Regions from separate parts of the Rattus norvegicus genome. Here region 2 is linked to region 1. Evidence: chromatin contacts called from public Hi-C data. All regions are on one chromosome and are shown on one strand. The core of a region is the stretch at or near the end of the contact, and the rest is flanking DNA. Distances in the headings are between cores, read along the strand shown.

Evidence for each region. A called contact is a pair of places that touch in the nucleus more often than the background predicts.
Region 2: a Hi-C map of the A7r5 cell line shows a contact between it and region 1, with 3 times the contacts expected there. The contact joins the promoter of Dusp10 here to the enhancer-like site in region 1. A contact is called at or near these places in 2 of 12 Hi-C or Micro-C datasets (the A7r5 cell line and mammary epithelial cells) and 1 of 1 datasets of contacts at active chromatin or transcription factors (oligodendrocytes).

Annotation. Positions count from the first base shown.
Region 1 is chr13:97,876,678-97,879,906 of GRCr8, reverse strand. No RefSeq gene overlaps it. Among named protein-coding and RNA genes, the nearest start is that of Dusp10, 270 kb to the left of the region's middle. Within about 2 kb of position 1,821, at least 6 of the 93 cell types and tissues checked have an H3K27ac peak or open chromatin away from gene starts, as enhancers often do. A contact at or near this core is called in the A7r5 cell line, where this site is marked.
Region 2 is chr13:98,143,893-98,147,275 of GRCr8, reverse strand. Dusp10 (dual specificity phosphatase 10) reads right to left here and starts at 1,383. Exons shown (of 4, transcript NM_001105734.1): 1 at 1,269-1,383.

The sequences.
Region 1 (3,229 bases), core at 572-3,071:
ATGTGGCTTTTGAAAGACTCAGGATGGGAAGGCAGAGGAAGGAACACAGTCTGGATGTGAGTAACCCTGAGAGGCAGAGCTAGGAGCCGCTTTCCAGATTTCCTTCCCTTCTCTTTCACCAGGCGGCCATTTTACAGCTGTGGCTCAGACCAGCTCTGCTCGCATTTCAAACGTCGATCAACAAGGTCTAAGACCATCGAGTCCTTTGCCTTAGTCACTCTGATTGTAGTCCTGAAGCATTGTGTCATCTTGGTGACAAAATCAGACAGACATGTTTGGAAATTCACCTTGTTCAAAGGTAAATAAGTCTGTTCACTTCTTTTTAAGCATGTATGGCCGTGGCCAGAGATTTATTTTTGAAATACAAATTTATCTGCTATAAACCAAGCAATCCTGAATCAATGATGACAAATCACATCTTCCGAAACACCATATATTTGCATAATGTTTCCCTGGGCATCTGATAAGAGGGAAACTACTGTGTGTCCCCACAGAGTCACAACGGTTACAAAGCAGGGTGAGGTAGAGGATAAGTGGGGTCGATTAGGAGGTAAGAACTGGAGGCATTCGCAGCTAGGGGAGAGCTTATACTAAACACTGACTTTCACTCTCACAACTGGCCACCACGCAAGGTTCCGGACAGAACCGCTTCCTGAACCTGTGACCCTGAGTGATCCAGGAGGAGCGTGTATTTTTCCCTTCAAGCTCCCTTCCTATCCCGAAGCTTAGTCTGTGTCTCCCTGCAGGTGGATAAGGTAAGTTTCAAGGCTTTCCTCTCCGAGGAAGTGTGAAAAATGAGCTCTCAACTCTGGCCCAATAGGTGTTTCCCAACTGCCACCTAGCCCTGTTGCCAATTTCTTATCCTAGGACCCAGTCTGTTCTTGTCCTGGCTGTCATTTAAGCTTCACAGAGATCCTTCGCACTCCAGGGTTTGCCTTGAACACAGTCTTTGGCTACCTTGGCCCATGTGAGGTCTTAGTACAGAGACTGAACCTAACCTGTGTCCTGCCGTCCTTCTTCTCCCTGCTGAAGATTGAAAACAGATACATACTCTCTTTCTACTTCTGCTTTTCCATCTGCCAAATGGGAGTGCTGCTAATACCTCCCTCAGGTAGTTTTAATATACACTTAAAGTGGACACACGCACAGAAATCCCTTAGTCACTTGTCAGTAAAAATCACTGTAGACAGCTGATTCCTGGTCCTCCCAGCAATCATGTTCTAGGAAATTACAGGGAAACTGAATTAAGGAATTCTGAGCCATTGCTGTAGGAGAACTACAGAGCAGCTTGACACGGGTCTCTAACAGCAATAATTTCGCCAACAGATCAATACATAACCTTATTTACTGTGTGATTCTGCTTGGAGACATCTTGTTTAATGTACGCTGTCGATTCATAAACATGGAGCTCAAGGCCAAATGTGTAGTAATTCATGTCTGCGCACAGCTCACCTTCATTCACATTTTCTCCACAAGGCCCACGCTGTCCACATTTATTAGCACATCCGCATGACACCTGGGCCCTCTCTCGACTGCAAACTCACCAAGAAATACAATTACAAAACGGATAAGAAGAAAAAGATCCTAAATGATTCACAGAAAGCTGAAGTCTGTTAGTACCTCCTTGTTAGGTGCCTAGGAATTTGCAACTCCGTGGCTCGAGTGCTGCCACTCTGCAAAGCAATGGGTGTTGATTCTCAGATCAACTCATAATTGAGCAAGTCGGTGAGTTTGCAAATTCCAAATCCATGAACCATAAGGATCAGCTGCATGATAAGTCATCACTCAATGGCATGAACAACATGCCGGGACATTTCCTGGTTTACAGAAGATTAATAGCCCAGTGGGGTGTTGGTTATAGGGGGAAGTGCTGTGGCTGGACTCCTGGATCCCACACCACACAGCAGGGGCAGCTCTGTCTCTCTCACCTACATGAAGGAGCCCAACATCTAGAGGCCACGCTTTTTGTTTATCTCTCATCACAATTTCTGTGAACCATGGAGTCTCAGCGTATGGAAAATTCAGCCATCGTTGTGGTCTTCACCTTTATCCCTCTCTGTACACCCAGGAGCTAAAAACCACCTCGAAAAATAGAAATTGCCTCTGCCTGTGTGGAATGAACGAGCAGAGTAAGTCTGGTGTCCAGCGTTTGTCCAGCACACGTGCGACCCTGAGTGTGGTTCTCCAGCATAGAAAAAAAAGACAGAAAACAAAGAGTACTTTTTCTGACAGAAGCCCCAAGAAGGGAGAAGTCATTACAACCACATAACAGCCCCATTTTCTTCCTATCAACCACTAGATCCTTGCTAGAAATGAGTCACTATTGGATTTCATGATGTAGAATTATCTTTGGGTGTGGAGGGTGTTAGTCAAAGGACAATAAACTTAGCTGCATAGAAGGTGGAAAGTTGAAGAGAGCAATTATTACACGTCATGCTAAGAGAGGAAATCATATCGCTCTTACCAGTTTTTCACAAATAATAATAGGGTGAGGTAGAGTTTATGTTAAGTAATTTGATTTAGGTGTTCTACCATTTGTACACACACACACACACACACACACACACACACACACACACACAAATTCATATACATTATGAACATAGAGAATTTTTTAATTACCAATTGAAAGGCAAAGGGAGAGAAGGGGCTATGCACTAGACTTTAGCAAATTCCTAGTAATTAAGTTATAATAAACTCTTTTCCAAGTTATGGTGGTCATTACAAATTCTACACATTCATGAAACTTTCGGGCAAGCTTTCATTTTCTTAACTAATAGATAATAGCATAAAAAGCAAACATGTTGGGACTAGAAAAATGGCTCAGTCAGCAAAGTGATTATGGCATAAGCAGGGGAAAAAGAATTTGAACCTGTGTGTGTGTGTGTGTGTGTGTGTGTGTGTGTGTGTGTACACACACCTGCATACATAAGTGCAGAAGTGTGTAAATGCACAACCTCCTGCTTCTACAATGTCATTGCTGAGGAACTGAAGACAAGAGAGTGACTAAGGAAGACACCTCAGTATTGACCTCAGGCCTCCATAGCCCTGTATCCACACAAGAACACATACACGTGAACATATACATACCCCACGGAAAATTATAGATGTCAGAAAGACATGCAGTCTTTAAATACATCTGTATATACACCGGGTAGTGTTTAAATCTGCTAGCCATATTTATCTCCTCCAATATTTATAACTGACTTCCATATGACTAGCATGCCTT
Region 2 (3,383 bases), core at 134-2,633, 270 kb before region 1:
CCTTGAGTTTCACCTGGGTAGTGCAGTGCAGACTTTACATCTCCATGGGAGTGGGAACTTGTAAAAAATGTCTCAGTCCTGTACTGATATTCTTCTTGGAAACAGCAAAGATGAGAGCCACCTCACTTGTCCCTTTACTACAGACAGGCTAATTGGGAAGCGAGGAAGTAGTGCCCACAGGGGTTACCTCTGCCTCCTCCAAGGGTGCCTGCAATGGGTCACTTACCTCCTCCCCCCAGGCAGAAGGCCACTCTATAACATAGCAATTCTGACTCGTCTAATAGAGAAATCAAACCCCAAGCAAAAGCCACTCATCTAAAGGAACTTTAAGAGCTGTCTGGAAAAACATCAAGAATCATCGGTCTATTCATGACCGGCACTGTTCTCTGAGACCGAGCCAAATTGTCACCAGCGAAAATCCACACACGCGCACCCAGGAGCACGTACCCACCCGTGTAGGCATATCCCCACTGACTCCGGTTTCTCTCACCCACCTTTGGTTGGGAGCAAAGGATCCCTCCCTCCCTCTTTCCCTGCCTCCTTTGCGTAGTATTTTTTTTTTTCATAGCGAGTACTATTCCAGAAACTGTAACTGTGTCTCGGCTGGACCATAAATGCAGACAAAGTCTTTGCTATTGTGCTACCTGGTAGGGACATCCAGGATCAGTAGCCCATTCCCTAGGAGGGGGACCCAGGAACGACTTTCCAGAGACACAGGCTGGGACCCGTACCTCTACACTGTGCTGCTCGCACACAGGCAGAGTGCACGGAGATCTGCATCCTTGCAGCAGATAGCTCCAAACCCATCCGGTTTGGCCCGGGAAACCTCCCACAAAAAAATAGCACTACCCCCCTACCCGCTTTCTTGCTAATCTCCCTTCCATCACTAACATGGACTGAAGAAAAAATTCCCCACTCCTGGGGTACGTAGCATCTCTCTTCCATGCAACCACAGAGCATCAGCAAAGCCTTGGGCTTTGAAAACTGCCATAAAGCACCTTAACCAAACCAAAACTCATTTCCCCCTTCATTCCAGGGCAAACAGACCCAAAAACCTAAATCTTAGGATCTTCCTTGCCTGATGTGGGTCTGTCTCTGTTTCTGTCTATCTCTCTCTGTCTCAGTCCCCTCTCTCTCTCTCTCTCTCTCTCTCTCTCTCTCTCTCTCTCACACACACACACACACACACACACACACACACACACACACACACACACACAAAACCTTCCGCCCTCCAGCTCTGAGTGACCGTAATGTCTTCCACTTACTTCATCAATAAGCGTAGCCCTCTACCATCTGGCGCCCGCTTCAGCTATGCGCTCGCGCAGTGCGCCCCCATTCACTCAGCTTCATTGATCCCCAGCAGCAACACAGAGTTACTTTCTCTTTTGCTACAGCGTAAATGTAAGCTTTGGAGGAGGCGGGGCTGACTCCGAGCGACAGCACAATGCGCCAGTGAGGACCCAGAGACAGCCGCCCGCTACATCACAGTGGTCTCTGACCAATAGGAGGCCAAGGAGGGTGGAGAAAGGGGCGAGGCCTCGCCTTGGGATGGAGGCCGGCTCGGACGCGCTTGTGGGTTTGGTGTGTTAGAACGCGGGTGGTGATGTCATTGGCAACCAATCAAAAACTTAAAAGTGCTAGCCCGGGCCCGCTTGGAGCAGCGGCTCTCTATTTACATGTAAACCTAGGCAGCTGGACGCGGTTAACCCTTCCCGGGACTGAAGTGTCAATGGCTTGCTCTGGTCGCTCTGGCTGAAACTGGTTCTTTTGACCCTTCCCTGCCCCCTGGTGCGGACACAGCCTCACGGGGTCTCCTTTCCACCTTTTGATTCCAGGCAGAGTGCCCGTCCAACTTTCCCGAGGCCAGAGACGACTCGAAACAGGGTCCCTCCATGGCTGTAGCTGCGCCGCGCGGGACGTGAGCGTGCACAGGGCCGGCCTCCCCGTAGCCCCGCTTGGCCCGGCCCGCAGATGTCGCTGCCCCTCCGGCTACCTTACTGCTCTCCTGCGCGGCGGCTGCGCGCGGTGCTTCTGTTCCCCTACTTCTGTGCCCCTGTCACTCCTCCGCCGTCCCCAGTCTGTTCTCAGGAGCCCGACTCCGAACCCGAAAGCTGCACCCCAGAGAACTACACGGAGGAGGACGCCTGGCTCTGTGCGGGCAGCCAGTGGGGGCCCGTGCTGAGCGGCAGCGTGGGCGCCGTCCCGCAGAGCTGGGCGTGGCCGGGCCCTCCGAACTCTCCTCAAACCCCTCAGCCCCGGCACCGACCTCCTCCTCCCACCCCAGTCTCAGTGTCCTCCTCGGCCGCCTCCCCTGCCGTGTTGTTTTGGAACCCGCAATACATCCGTCCCCCGGTGCTGGGCCGCCCCCGGCCCCCAGTGGCGCAGGGCCCTCGGCGAGCCAAGGAGCGCCAGGCTGGAACAGCAAGCGCTGGAGGGAAGGAGCCGGAGCTCGGGGTGTACAGCCAGAATGAGCGGCGGTTGAGGAGCATGGAAGGGCCCACGCCAGCTCTCCCGGCTCCCCGAACTTTGTCCATCAGAGGAGTAGATGGTCGTGGCATGTGTCCGCTGAAGAGAAGTGGGAAGCTGGGCAAGCCTGCCAGCGCCTTGCCAGAAAAGTATCAGGGAAGGTGCAAAAGAGTGACTCTGGAATTCAAAGGAGTGGAAAAGCCCAGATGAACTGTGACGAAGTTGCATCAAAGAATCCTAAAGCAATAGAGCTTTTTATACCCTACCCCCTTCTAGCTCAGAGAAGACCACCAAAATGTGAAGTAATTGAAGCGAAATAAAACATTATCAGCTCTGTGGAAGGTTCAGTCGTTCTTAATGATGGGAGGTGTTTGAAAGCAGACTTTAGACGCCATTCTTTCACCATTGATGTGTTGATCTGTGATCAGAAGATGTCCAACCGTCAACTTAGCTGGCTATCTCGGTCAATTTAGCATGATCTCCCTTGGAGTTCAGTACTTGTACACAAGTGCACACTGGTGTTGCAAAAGGATTTTCTGTAGCTCCATTCTGACCACATCACCCATACTTGAATGTCCGCACATGAGTGTCCAGGTCACAGCATTTGGTCCTTAGATCTTTGAGGATTAACAGTCCGGCTAGTGGAAGAGTTAGGCTGTGTGTATTTTCCATAGAACCCAGAAGAGAAATTCCCAGAACAAATTTGTAGGCTTGTAGCTTAAAGATCACAGACTATCTATCCCTGAGTATTTACTGAGTGTGTGCCTCCTGGGGTCCCCATTGTCCATTTGAGTGCTAGGTATTACTTAGGTCTGCCATTTGTCTGCAAGCCCTTTGTCTGCCAGCCACTTTCGCTGTGTTCTTCACTGTGTACATTTGTCAACCGCAAATTCCCTAGCCCAGAAAAAGATGAA